Linked DNA regions of Cricetulus griseus: region 1 is linked to region 2. The links are chromatin contacts, called in public Hi-C maps. All regions are on one chromosome and are shown on one strand. The core of a region is the stretch at or near the end of the contact, and the rest is flanking DNA. Distances in the headings are between cores, read along the strand shown.

Region 1 (6,462 bases), core at 1,517-4,016, 170 kb before region 2:
GGAAGGACCTTGACATAAGTCACTTTTTGGAGTTTATGCCAAACTTACCTGATTCAAAACCAGTGTGGCGGGCTGGAGAGATGGCTGAGAGGTTAAGAATACTGGCTGTTCTTCCAGAGGTCCTGAGTTTAATTCCCAGCAACCACATGGTGGCTCATAACCATCCGTTATAAGATCTGGTGCCCTCTTCTGGTGTGCAGATATATATAATAAATAAAATCTTAAAAAACAACAACAACAAAAAAAAAAAAAACAGTGTGGGCACCGGCTAGTTGTCTGACCATGGCTCAACACTTTCATCTCTGAGGGTCAATGTCCACATTGCACAGTGGAGGTGAGAGTGGTGCCCTCTGCATCCATCTGACAATAGAAATAACTCCCACACAGGGCCATGTAGGGCTTAGCCACTTATTTTCTTTCTATAACTGTAAATACTGCAATTACTCTCTCCCTCTTATCGCTGACTTTTCCCCTCCCTGCTTCTTGCTTCAGATAAGCAGTAGATCCATGAAGGTAGGCTCCAGGTCATTCCTGGACATGCGCCTTGATTTCCTGAAGCCCTGGCTGGCCCAGTGGAGTACCTTGAAAGGCCTCCTTGGCAGGACCCTTCTAACAGTAGGTACTCCTGGGACACTAGGCTCACCAAAACCATTCTTCCTTCCAAGAAGCTTCATGCCCAGACAATGTGGGATAAAACTGGAAAGCAACCGAGGGAAAAAAAAAAAGAAGAAGCCAGGCAGTGGTGGTACATGCCTTTGAGGAGACAGAGACAGACAGATCTCTGAGTTCAAGACCAGCCTGGTCTACAAGAGCGAGTTTCAGGACAGCCTCCAAAGCCACAGAGAAACCCTGTCTCGAAAAACAAAAACAAAACAAACAAACAAACAAACAAAAAAACTGGAAAGCAATGCTGGTCATAATGATGTCTGGAGATTAACATAAGGGGATAGTCTAGAGTTTAAGGGTCAGCCTAGACTACTCAATGAGCATCAGATCAGTGAGGACTATGTAACATGACCCTGTGTCAATCAAAACTAGAGGGGTAAGCAAACCGGAAGACTTCCTGCAGCCAACCCTGGGGAGTGGGGTGCTAAGAGGAATCCCAGCTCTGAAGGCAGGAGGGCTTGGGAATCTGGTAAGCAGCAGGCAGTTTTCCAGACCCAGCCCAGGAGCTGAAACGCTGGAAAGATCCTCAGTGTCACACTCAGAATTTCAAGGCTGTAGAGGATGATATATCAGACTTCAGGGTGATCTGGAGCAGGCTGGAGTGAGACAGGGGGAGAAGCTAGGCTAGTGGAAGCAGGACTCAGGCTCCATCCTTGGGAGGGAAGCTGCTGGAAAGGAGGGGCAGATTGAGAAGCTAGGAACACCGCTTTGCTGGCTTGCATCTGGAGGCTCCTGGAACCTGGAAGATGATGGCGGAGGAGGGTATGACTGGAAGGAACTCAGGGCAAATGGCGGATATCAGTGCATAAGAACAAAGGGCCTCAAGTGTACTGTAAAAATGAAACATGAGAAACCTCTTCATAGCTAAAGTCAGCCTTGCCACTGTTCAACCTTGAGCAGACAACCTCCTATTTCTGAGTTGCCATTTCTTCTGTAAAATGGGTTAGTAAACCTTGGTCACAGGATAGGTTCAGGATTCAACCGGAACGCCCAGCATTTCTAAAGCATGCAGGAGTGCTGGATCAATGGTAACTATTTTTGCGAGGACCGACCCGGGACGAACAAGCTCTAGAGCAGCTCCATGAAGGAGGGTCTTGGGTCTCATCCCTGCCTCGCAGACAACACAAGATCCAGGGTTTAGGCCTGAGCGTTGTTCGCTCTCCGCCTCCAGTGTCGCCGCGCCCCCTGGCGGCCGTCAGTTGCCATGTCAACGGCGGGTGGCTGAGACGACGGAGGTGGCAGCGGGGGCAGTTCTCCCTTCCCAGGGCCTCGGGCCGCTCCCTCGGCACTTCCCGCCTTCGCTTCACCGGGAGCACACTCTCAGTCCGGGAAGAAGGGGCATTCCGTGGCAGCTGGCACTGGGGGGTAAACTGAGGCACGCGGCAGGGCGCCGCAGGCAGGTGTCTAGTGCAGGGCCCCACCTCCAAAGGCAGAGGAGGGGCTGTGGCAGTGACGCGCCGAGGGCGGACGCTGGACTGGGAGCGGGTGGGCGGGAGGCGGCGCGGCGGCGGGCGGCAGGTGCGGCCGCGGAGGGTGGGAGGAAGAGGGAGGGGGCGGGCAGAGGGGAGGGAGGCCAGGACGGGCACCTCCCCCCTTATAACGCGCCCCGATCCGGGCTTTCGGGCAGACTCCTCGTCGGCTCTCCCGTCTCGACCCCTTGCCCGGCTGCCCCGGGCCGGGCTTGGACAGGGAGCTCCCGCCCCCACCTCCCCAGGCCTTCCTCCCCACCCGCCGCCCCGCGCAGCCCGGCGGAGGCGGCGCCGTCGGAGGAGGAGGAGCAGGGCACTGCGGCTGGCCCCGGATCGGGAGCCAGAGCGGCAGCAGCTTCGGCAGCAGCGCGGCCCGGGCCAATGCAGCGGGACGCACAGCCGCGAGCCCCAGCCCCAGCGCCACGGCTCCCTGCGCCCCGATCGGAGCCGCTAACAGCGCTGGCGGCGGCGGCGGCGGTGGCGGCGGGGGCAGTGGCGGCGGCGGAGGCTCCTCTGCAGCTCAGGCGCCCCCTGGCCTCTCGGGAACTACAAGTCCCAGGGGGCCTGGCGGCGGGCGGAGACAGGAAGAGGCAGGCTCGGCACCTCGAGGCCGGAAGTGGCCTTGGAGGCGGAAGTGGCGCGGCCGCGGAGGGGCCTGGAGTGTGGCGGGACCGGGAGCGGCGGGAGCTGCGGCTGCGGGCGGCGGCGGCGGCGGCGCGCTGGAGGCGGCCATGGCCAAGCAGTACGACTCAGTGGAATGCCCGTTTTGCGATGAGGTCACCAAATACGAAAAACTTGCCAAGATCGGCCAAGGCACATTCGGGTAAGAGTAGGCCGCATGGGGCCGGGAGCCCAGGACCTGCACTTTTCAGAGCAGAAGTCGGGACGCCCGGGGCCTGGGCCAAGATGGTCCTGAAGCTTCTCTTTCCCTGGTTATGGCCTGGTGCCGCTAGGCAGAGCCGCAGACGGTCCCGGCCTAACCGAGCGGACCAGCGGGGAGGAGCCTGAGGCCCGGGATGGGGGTGGGGTAGGGTTGCCGAGAGGCGCCCAGAATGTGAGCGGAATCTCTCAGAGACACTCCTGGGGGAGGATCAGGGGCCGCGGGGAGAGCGCGGAGCCTGGGAGGGAGGCCGAAAACCACGAGGTGCCGAGTAGCGGCGTACCGGAGTCTCAGGCGGCGCCCAGCCGAGTATCTGGCCTCCTGCTGCCCCTGTTCGCGTGGGGGAGGGGCGGGTCCTGCGGAAATGCCTCACGGGTTCTCTCGGGTCTTTCTCTGTGCCTGCAGGGAAGTGTTTAAAGCCAAGCACCGTCAGACGGGCCAGAAGGTGGCTCTGAAGAAAGTGTTGATGGAGAATGAGAAGGAGGGGGTGAGTATGGTTTACTAGGCATTCCTTCCTAACTGTGTTTCCACATTCCTGCGTCAAAGACTTTGGTGCTGAGATTTTGTTAATACCTAGTGTTCTGCGATTTTCCATGTAACAAGGAATTTGGCTTACCACTTTCAGTTTTGAGTGGCAAAGTTTGGCGGAGGCCACGTGAGGGAGCGTATACTTTGCATGCAGTGCAGGTTGACTCTAGAAGGCAAGCCTTTAATTCAAACGTCTTTAGCGCCGGGTGTGGTGGCACACGCCTTTAATCCCAGCACCTGGGAGGCAGAGGCAGGCAGATCTCTGTGAGTTCAAGGCCAGCCTGGTCTATAGAGTGAGTGCCAGGATAGGCTCCAAAGCTACACAGAGAAACCCTGTCTTGAAAACCAAAAAAAAAAAAAAGAAAGAAAATCCTTAGCTTAGCGTTTGATTTTTGTTCTGTGTGAAGAGACAGTGTGTGCACAGGTCTTTGAAAGGGTGACTAAGTTCAAGGTGCTGTTTTGCTGCCCCTCTCCAAAATCTGGGTAGTTTGTTTTCATGCGTGTCTGTGTACAAAAGCTTGCCTGCTGCTTGAGGAGGCCAGAAAGCTGTGTTGAATCCTTTGGGACTAGAGCTAAAAAAGGTTGCGAACCACCATGTGGGTGCTGAGAATTGAATCTGTGTCCTCCAGCTAGTGTTTTTTGTTTTTGAAATAGGGTCTTTGCATGAGTTTTGTTTGTTTGATGTAGGATATATCTGCTTAGCTCTGGCTGCCCTTGAATTCACTATGTGGAGCAAGCTGACCTCAAACTCACAGAGATCCAGCTGCCTCTACTGGGATTATAAAATGCTGGAATTAAAGGCGAGGGCCATTGGCCATCTCAGTTTCAGGAAATTTCTTATCTTAACCCACAAGTGTTAGTAACAGACTTAAAATCTGTGTTTGGATTGTCTAAAATGAATTCCTAGCCCAGCATATAGGCTTCTTATTACAATCCCTGGACTCAGGCTAAAGGACTAGAATTATTCACAAAACAAGTTCAAGGCCAACCTGATCTAGATGGTAAAATGAGACGTTTGTATTACTATAAATCTTTATATTGTGTACTTGTAATAGTATGCAAATCTTTTCTCTCCCCACCTCCCGAGGCAGGATCTCAACTATGTAATCCTGCTGTGTGTACTCCTGGGTAATGGGATTGGATTGCAGACAGGAACTATTACACAGAAACCATACTGTTGCTTGCCTTTCAGCCTCAGCCTCACCCTCAGCCAGTTCCTTGGTCCTTTGCACACTCGTTTTAACCACTTTTTCTCCTCCTTAGTTCCCTATTACAGCCTTGCGGGAAATCAAGATTCTACAGCTCCTGAAACACGAGAATGTGGTCAACCTAATTGAGATTTGTCGAACCAAAGGTGTGTTTGGATCTTGTGAGCAAATGAGGTTTACCAAGTAAGGCTGTTTGCACCCCTGAGGTGGATGTGCTTAAACTGCCTCTTCCCCGCTCAGATTAACCACACTGCTTCCTCTGGTCTTTTTTTTTTTTTTTCCCTTCATTGGAGTTGGTGCTTTTCGTGGGTATCTGTGGGAGGGTTGGAAGTTGGCTATGAAAAAATTAGGTGGGTATAGGTCTTTGACCTCTCCCCCCCCATTCTGTATCAGCTTCCCCCTATAACCGTTGCAAGGGCAGTATCTATCTGGTGTTTGACTTCTGTGAGCATGACCTTGCTGGGCTGCTGAGCAACGTCTTAGTAAAGTTCACGCTGTCTGAGATCAAGAGGGTGATGCAGATGCTGCTGAACGGCCTCTACTACATCCACAGGAACAAGGTGAGGGCTGGGAAGGAACTGGGGTTGCCACTGTCCTTTACTGCTGTGTGGATGGGTAAACCTGACTGAGCTCTCCTGTGTCTCCCTGCAGATCCTGCACAGGGACATGAAGGCGGCCAACGTGCTCATCACCCGGGATGGGGTCTTGAAGCTGGCAGATTTTGGGCTGGCCCGTGCCTTCAGCCTAGCCAAGAACAGCCAGCCCAACCGCTATACCAACCGAGTGGTGACATTGTGGTACCGGCCCCCAGAGCTGTTGCTCGGTGAGGACTCTTGAGCCATCATCCCTGAGACATCGAGTCTCAGGAGACCCTTGGGTTTAAAGAGCCCTCCTGGTACACTTTTCTTCTCAGGAGAGCGGGACTACGGCCCACCCATTGACCTGTGGGGTGCTGGGTGCATCATGGCAGAGATGTGGACTCGCAGCCCTATCATGCAGGGCAACACGGAGCAGCACCAGCTTGCCCTCATCAGCCAGCTCTGTGGCTCCATCACCCCAGAGGTATGTAGCCAAGCTAGTGGTCCTGGGGTTCAGAAATCCAAATCCCTCTGGACAGTGGTGTGGCGAGGAGGTTGCTTGATGGAGGGCCTGGGCCTGCTGTTCAGAGCCTTATGGGTGTTTATCTCACTCCTGAACCTGTTGGTTTTCTGAGCTTGTTGTGTTAGCTTTCTGTTGCTGTGACGGTAACAGGGAACGAAAGTGGAAAGATTTGCTTTTATTCCGAAGCTTTAGCCAATGGTTGCGTAGCCTTTGCTTTGGTGCTGAGATGCTGCTAGATGTCATGGCAGAGAGTGACAGGAGAGCAGAGGTGTGGCCATGGCAGTGAGGAAGCAGAAGAGTAGTGATCAGTGTGGTGGCACACGGGCTTAGCGCCAAGCGATACGCAGCATGCCTCATGAGGTGCTGTTTCCCTTTTGGCTTCCACCTCCCTAAAGTTTCCACCAGCTTGGGACCAGGCCTTCCAAAGATGAGCTTTTGGGGACAAGCTTTTCTGTTGAACAGGAATGTCCCTGAGCAGGGGCTGGCACCTTTATGCCAGATGACTTGTGTAAAGTGCCCAGACACTAGGAGCATAGCACATCTGGCTTGACTACTGCTGGATGGTGTCTGATTCTTTGGAGCGTGGGCGGGGTGTCAGGGAGCATGTGGG
Region 2 (6,302 bases), core at 2,410-4,909:
CCTGATCACAAATACATAGTGATTACTTTAGCTCCCTTCACCTTATAGTCTTGGGGATTCTATATTTACCTTGAGCTACACAAAACCCAGTTTAGTGCCTCTATACTGTCCAGCTCCAGATTCTGCCACCCAACCCACTGAAAGAAGCCTTTGTGAGGTCTGAAATGTCACATGGGTCTGTTGCCACCAAGGCAAGGCAGGGCTTTGAATGGGAACTGCTGCAATCAAGTTCTATCTCTGCTACACAGACCCAGTCACTTCATCTTTCCTGACCTCAGTGTCCTCACCTACAAGTTCCTTAGAGAGGTATCTGGCTCATGGTCAGATATTTGAGTGGCTCAGCAAGTCCCTGTGTATTGGCAAGCAAACAATCAAAGGAAGCCACTGTGAGAGAAGAACTGTTTCCTTACTGTCATTTACCACCTGGTAACCTCCAGCACGTGGCTTTACCTCTCTGGTTTCAGTGTCTCTCCAAACGGTTGGGGAGGATTAATGGGGATACCCTGCACAAAACACTCAGCACTATGCCTGGCACAGTGTGGGCACTAAGAGCCTGGTTGTTGCTCCTAAGGCCGTGCTAGAAGATGAAGCTAAGGAACAACCCCAGGAGTCACCTGTTCCAACTGGGTCAGGTGGAGTTGAGTACCAGTTGTTGCCATGGCACTCAACACACTGGAAAACACCAGCCAGGAAGGTAGGTGTTGCAGGGGTGGGGTCTAGGACTGCTGTCAGTCTGATACCACCCATGCTGCCAACAGCACATCAAAAGATCCAGATGTCCCTGGGGTTGGGAAGATGTGCTGCCACATCTAGGCCCAGGATCTAAGCAAGTCCAGTCACCTCAGTCCCTACCCCAATAAGCTCACAGCAGTGGAGGGGTGGCCCAGGCTCCTGGGCTAAAGGATCAATGTGAGAGGGGTGTGGTAGAGGGAATAGCAACCTAGGAACCCCCACCCCCTGGGTAAAAGCCCACAAAAGCCAAAGCCACTTCAAAGTGGCTCAGGTTCCAACATCACTGCTCTCTACAGCTACAGCTGCAATACCCAGGTGTCTAGAATCTAAGTGCTCAGCCTTGGGCCTCAATGCCAGCTATTTCTCTTTAGCAAAACAAACACACACACCACACACACCACACCCACCCACCCACACAAGGCTTTATCCAGGATGGGAACTGGGAAAGGCTGCCTAGGCTCAGCTGGGCTCAGAGAATCTGGTCTTTTGCCAGGAGGAAGAAGGGGAAACAGAGGTGAAATCCAGAGCCATGTGTGCTAAGTCCCAGAACTTTCCAGACTTTCCAGGATGTGGGGGCAAGTTGGGGCAAGGGAAAAAAGCTGACGGGTAGGGTCTTAGTGGCTAGCTAAGGATCTAGGCAGATAGGTGAAACTGCAGCATGCGCTTGGTGCAAATTCCTTGGTACAGTTGACAAAAGGACCTCTGCTAATTAAGAGATGTCGTCCAGTATACACCACCCCTCCCCCCATCCACTCTCCAACCCCACCCTGAGTCAATGAACTGGGGTTAGAGGGAGCTGGGGTCTGGGCCCCTTACAATATAGTAGCTACTGTAGCACCTTCTCTAGTCAGACATGGTGCACTCTCCACCCCCCTCACACTGAAAGGTGGGTATTACTTCCCCATTTTACAAAAGAGGAAACTGAGGCTCAGAGGCACAAGGTAGCAGTTAAAGCCACCCTCTCTGAGCCTCTATTTTCATCTCTGTAAATGCTCCCCAGACCCCACCTCTACTGCTCCATGGCCCAGTCAAGAGGTTAAGAGGAGCTAGTAAAACAGCAAGCAGAGCACCAACAACTGCTGGCTCTTGAGATATGGGATCAGGGAGACTCTGTAATTCACCCAGAGCCTGAAAGTGGCTGACTCCAGGCCCATCTCTGAGCACAACCCTCTGACACTGTGCTGTTTACAGGCTTCACGGGCTGCAGACTGTAGCTACCCCACCACAAAGGGCACCCCTTGTCCAAATTCCTCAGATAAGCAGCTCCGAGCAAAACAGGAGGCTCAGTGCATAGAACAGGCATTTCACTCTATCCACACAGATTCCAAAATCTGAATCAGGCCACATAGCTTCTCTCCTCCCAGCAGATTCACCCAACAGGTCTCCTAACAGGCAGTTTGGCTGACAACTGTCTCACTCAAGGTCCCTGGCAACTATTTACTTCCTCTTTCTGGAGCCCATTATCCCAATCAGTAAAACACACCTCTGAGATCTCAGAATAGTGAGGCATCTCCAGCTAACTAAGCCCACAAAACCTAAGGAACAAAGGGCAGACTAGGTAAGAGGAGGAGAGTATCCCAGGCCTTGGGCCAGGTGCTGTATTGTGGGCCTATCTACTGCAACTTTTTTCCATATCTCTGATGGAGAAATCTGTGTGATCCACTGTGCACAAGAGGGAACAGGAACCCAGAAGGAGCCAGAACTTGACTCCCCTTCCTCATCAGTTGGACTCCAAGGGCCTCAGCAGGCAGGCTAGGACTGTGTGGCCCTAGTGAGATCAATCTGCAAAGGGTAGACTAAGAACTTGGATTTCATTCAGAAATAAGCTGGGAAACTGGACCTACCAGGATGGGGAGGACATAAAACCTAACTGGTCTTTCACAGAGGAAGGCAGTCTTCTGGCAAGGACGTTTGCAATGCAAAGCAGCCCAGCTTCAGCCAGTGGAGGGCAGTCACTCAGAGGGGGCTGGGCAACCCAAAAACCTGCCACCACCCTCAATCAGATCCAGGGAGTGCCTGGGACTGGGTTTTCCCAGCCATGAGGAAAATGCCAGAAAACCTGTGGCTGGCCTAAGCTCTCAATCATATGACAGCCACAGGGGCCAGCTTGGTGGTAAGGTGGCCTAGGGCACTCCTACTTACTCCCTCAAAGAGCAAATTTCATTCAGTCCTCTCCATGCAAGTTTGCAAAATGGGTGACTTGGAGAATGCATTCAGGGCCCTAAAAGGTTTCTGGCTGGTAACCTGCAGATAAGCGCCTGGCACAGTGCCAGCCCCAAGTACTGCCTCGAGCAAATCTTCCCCCAGACACGTATAACGCCCGGAAGTCCCTTGCCGTCCCGACCTGAGGCTTCCACATTTACCAAGATCTCATTCAGCAGCACCCCCCCCCCACACACACACACACAGCCTCCCCTGCAAACACAAAAGCCTCAAGGCCTACCTGGACGACAAACTGACAAAATCCCCGCCATCCAGCAGCCGGACTTTGCAAAAGAGGACCCCGTTCACGAAGGGGACCGCAGTCAGCTCCTCCAGGGTGAAAGTGGTTTGGAATTTGAATTTCTTCTTCTTCATCAAAAAAGCCATGAGCGAGTTCCCTGAGTCTTAAGCCCGCAGGGCACAAAAAAAAAAAAAAAAAAAAAAAGAGGGGATCCCAGAAATCCCCAGGATTCCTTTCCCTATACCACACCCCCCTCCTCAAAAAACACCAGGGCCGGATCCAGTCCAGATGGCGGCGGAGGCTGCGGGGCAGGAGAAGATCTGAGTCCGGAGCCCGGCGTCTGGGAGACCAGTCCTGTGGGCCGGCTACTTTCACCTTCGGGGGGCCCGGGCTCCACCGGCATGTAAACAGCGAGGCGCGGCCCCGGCAGCGGGCGGCTCGTGAGCAGGCAGCAGCATCCCGAACCGCGGGACCAGGCGGACCGGTGAGACTGAGACTGCCGGGCGAGCCGCGGGAGGCCCGGGCTGCGGCCCCGCCTCCGCCCCGCTGGCGGCCGGGGGAGGCGCCCAGCGGCGCACACGCCTCCGCACCTGGCGCCCCGCGGCCTGCGCAGGTGAGGCCCCGGGAAGCGGAAGCCACCTCAGCGACCGCCCGGGCTCCGCAGGGACCTCTCCGGGAGGCTCTGCCGGGCGGGGAACCTGGCCGGTCGGCCTCCGGCTCAGTCCCGGGACCCACGCCGCGCCTGCTCTGACCGAGCCTGAGGCGCCTTCCGACCCAGCCGGGTGGCTTCTGCCTCGTCCAGCACCCCAGGATCACAGCGGCGCCGTCGCCCGCACCACCGGACGCAGCCGGCTGAGCCCGACGCACCTCGGCGCCGCTCGGAGAATGCCGAAGCCCCGGCGCGGCCGCCCGCCGAGCAGCGGCCAAGCGCGGCAGGGGCGGGACGCTCGAGCCTCACAGCCCACCCGCAATTGGACGGACCGACTTTACAAACGCCAATTTCTACTGGCTGGCGGTGGCGTGGGGCGGGGCTCGAGGAGGCAGAGCCGGTTCGGGGCGCTCGGATTGGTGCACTCGCGGAGCTGAACCCGCCTCCTTGAGACGAGCCGGGGTGGGGGGTGAAGGGGACGGAGAAGGGTGGGAGGTCGCGGGTGGGGGCCGGCACAGGCAGGAGCGGGAGGAGAGCGCGCGCGAGGCCAAGAAACGAAGAAACAATGACTTGGAGAAACCATCTGGAAACTAAGGCTGGAACGACCTGCCCGGGTCCCGCCAAGACCTGAGCTCGTTGAGCAATAAAGCAGGCTGAGGAGGTAGTGAACCCATTTCTCAGGAAAACGACCCTCTTAAAGAGGTGGCCCAAGATCCCAGCAGGTCGTTCTTGCCTCTGAATATGACAAGCGTCTGCCCTGGCGTTGCCGTTTGTGAGGAGCCCTGCAGCCTTATGACCCAGCTTGCCTCGTTCCAAGCTGTTATCTAAGGCTTTTGTTCTTCAGTTTCTGGGATAGTTAGCGCTAGATTAACTGCTCTGGAGGCAGAGGACACTTTGGGGAGCCTCGTTCTCTCCGAGCCATCGGCGTTTTGTAATTCTTTGCATCCGGTCCGCCAATGTGTAGGGGCTCTGCCTGGTGGGCTTCTCTTCTACCCCTCCAAGCAGAGCGGATCACAGGGGGCTACAGCCAATTGAAGACCTTAAGTAGACGTATGGGAAAGTCAGAGGAGGCGTTGGGCTTTTGGTTTGGGAAGGAAACTCAAAGGAGGGGTTTAGTGACGGCCACCCGAGGCCTGAGGGCCAGGCAGCGTGGTACTAACAAAGTTTTGAGCACCCCCCTGGACGAATTCTCATTTGAGAGAATGGAAGATCAGCCTTGTCGACCAGAGTAAAGAGGGAGCTACCATCTGTTTTGTTTTGTGTTTTGAGCTAGATAGTGACTTGCTTGTTCTGGCCTCAGGTAATGGGGAACTGGTGAGTGAGGCCACTTTTGATTCCCGAAGGAGATAAGGCCTTCAGGACCTCACTGTGGAGACCTAGAGTGGGGTTGCAGCACTCAGAGGCAGAAGCAGGTGGATGTCTGTGAGTTTGAGGCCAGCCTGGTCTACAGAGTGAGTTCCAGGAGTCAGGGCTACACAGTTGATTGGCATTCAAGATGCAAATTCTCTGCTGGATTTGATGTTTGGACATGTGAGTGAAAACTCCCATTCCTGAGTTTGCATTTCAGTATCATGGGTGGCAATCTTGTCTCTCTTTATTGTCCCATAAAGTAGAAAACACAGATTGAAGAAAAAGTAACAGATCCAGTGCTCCCTGAGGTAGCTATACATCTCCTTTTACAGGTGGAGAAGTAGAGGCCTAAAGGCTTTGTCCTTTTAAAAATAGGTTATAGCCAGGCAGTAGTGACACATGCCTTTAATCCCAACACTCAGGAGTCAGAGGCAGGTGAATCTCAGTGACTTGAGGCCAGCCTGGTCTACAAAGTGAGTTCCAGGACAGCCAGGACTGTTACACAAAGAAACCCTGCCTCAAAAAAAAAAAAAAAAAAAAGTTGTATTTATTTATGTGAATGAGCACATGTGACACAGTGTCTATGGAGGTCAGAATACAATATGTCCTCTCCTTCCACCATGTGGGTCCTAGAGATTGAATTTAGGTCATCAAACTTGCAGCAAGCACCTTTACCTGAGTCTTTTTTGTTGTTGTTGTTTTGTTTTGTCTGTTGTTTCATTTTTTTTTTTTTCTAGACAGGGTTTCTCTGTATTGCTTTGGAGGTTGTCCTGGAACTCTCTCTGTAGACCAGGCTGGCCTTGAACTCACAGAGATCCACCTGGCTCTGCCTCCCGAGTGCTGGGATTAAAAGTATGCGCCACCAACACCCGACATGGCTGAGTCTTCTTGCCAGTAGTGTCTACATGTTTTTAGCCCAGGTTGGCCTCAAACTGACTATGAACCTAGGGATGATCTTCCTGCCTTTATCAATTCAGCCCTTGGATTACAGGCTTGTACTTCCACACCAGACTTGGCTTAGAGGGCTTAAATTCTTTGGCTGGACTTCCAACCATTTCCCCCCAGGCCTGTTCCATAAGGGAAAAAAAGAGCCTGTGGCTACCTGAGCCTCTAATGGGATTTCCAAAT

The links. A called contact is a pair of places that touch in the nucleus more often than the background predicts.
Region 1: a contact with region 2 is called in a Hi-C map of the CHO-K1 cell line, with 7 times the contacts expected there. The contact joins the promoter of Cdk9 here to the promoter of Fam102a in region 2. A contact is called at or near these places in 2 of 8 Hi-C or Micro-C datasets (both in the CHO-K1 cell line).

The regions. Positions count from the first base shown.
Region 1 is chr6:144,421,275-144,427,736 of CriGri-PICRH-1.0, reverse strand. Cdk9 (cyclin-dependent kinase 9) reads left to right here and starts at 2,766. Exons shown (of 7, transcript XM_027423792.2): 1 at 2,766-2,958; 2 at 3,421-3,502; 3 at 4,807-4,897; 4 at 5,145-5,311; 5 at 5,403-5,574; 6 at 5,665-5,813. The coding sequence starts at 2,867.
Region 2 is chr6:144,252,938-144,259,239 of CriGri-PICRH-1.0, reverse strand. Fam102a (protein FAM102A) reads right to left here and starts at 3,659. Exons shown (of 11, transcript XM_027423804.2): 1 at 3,176-3,659. The coding sequence starts at 3,321.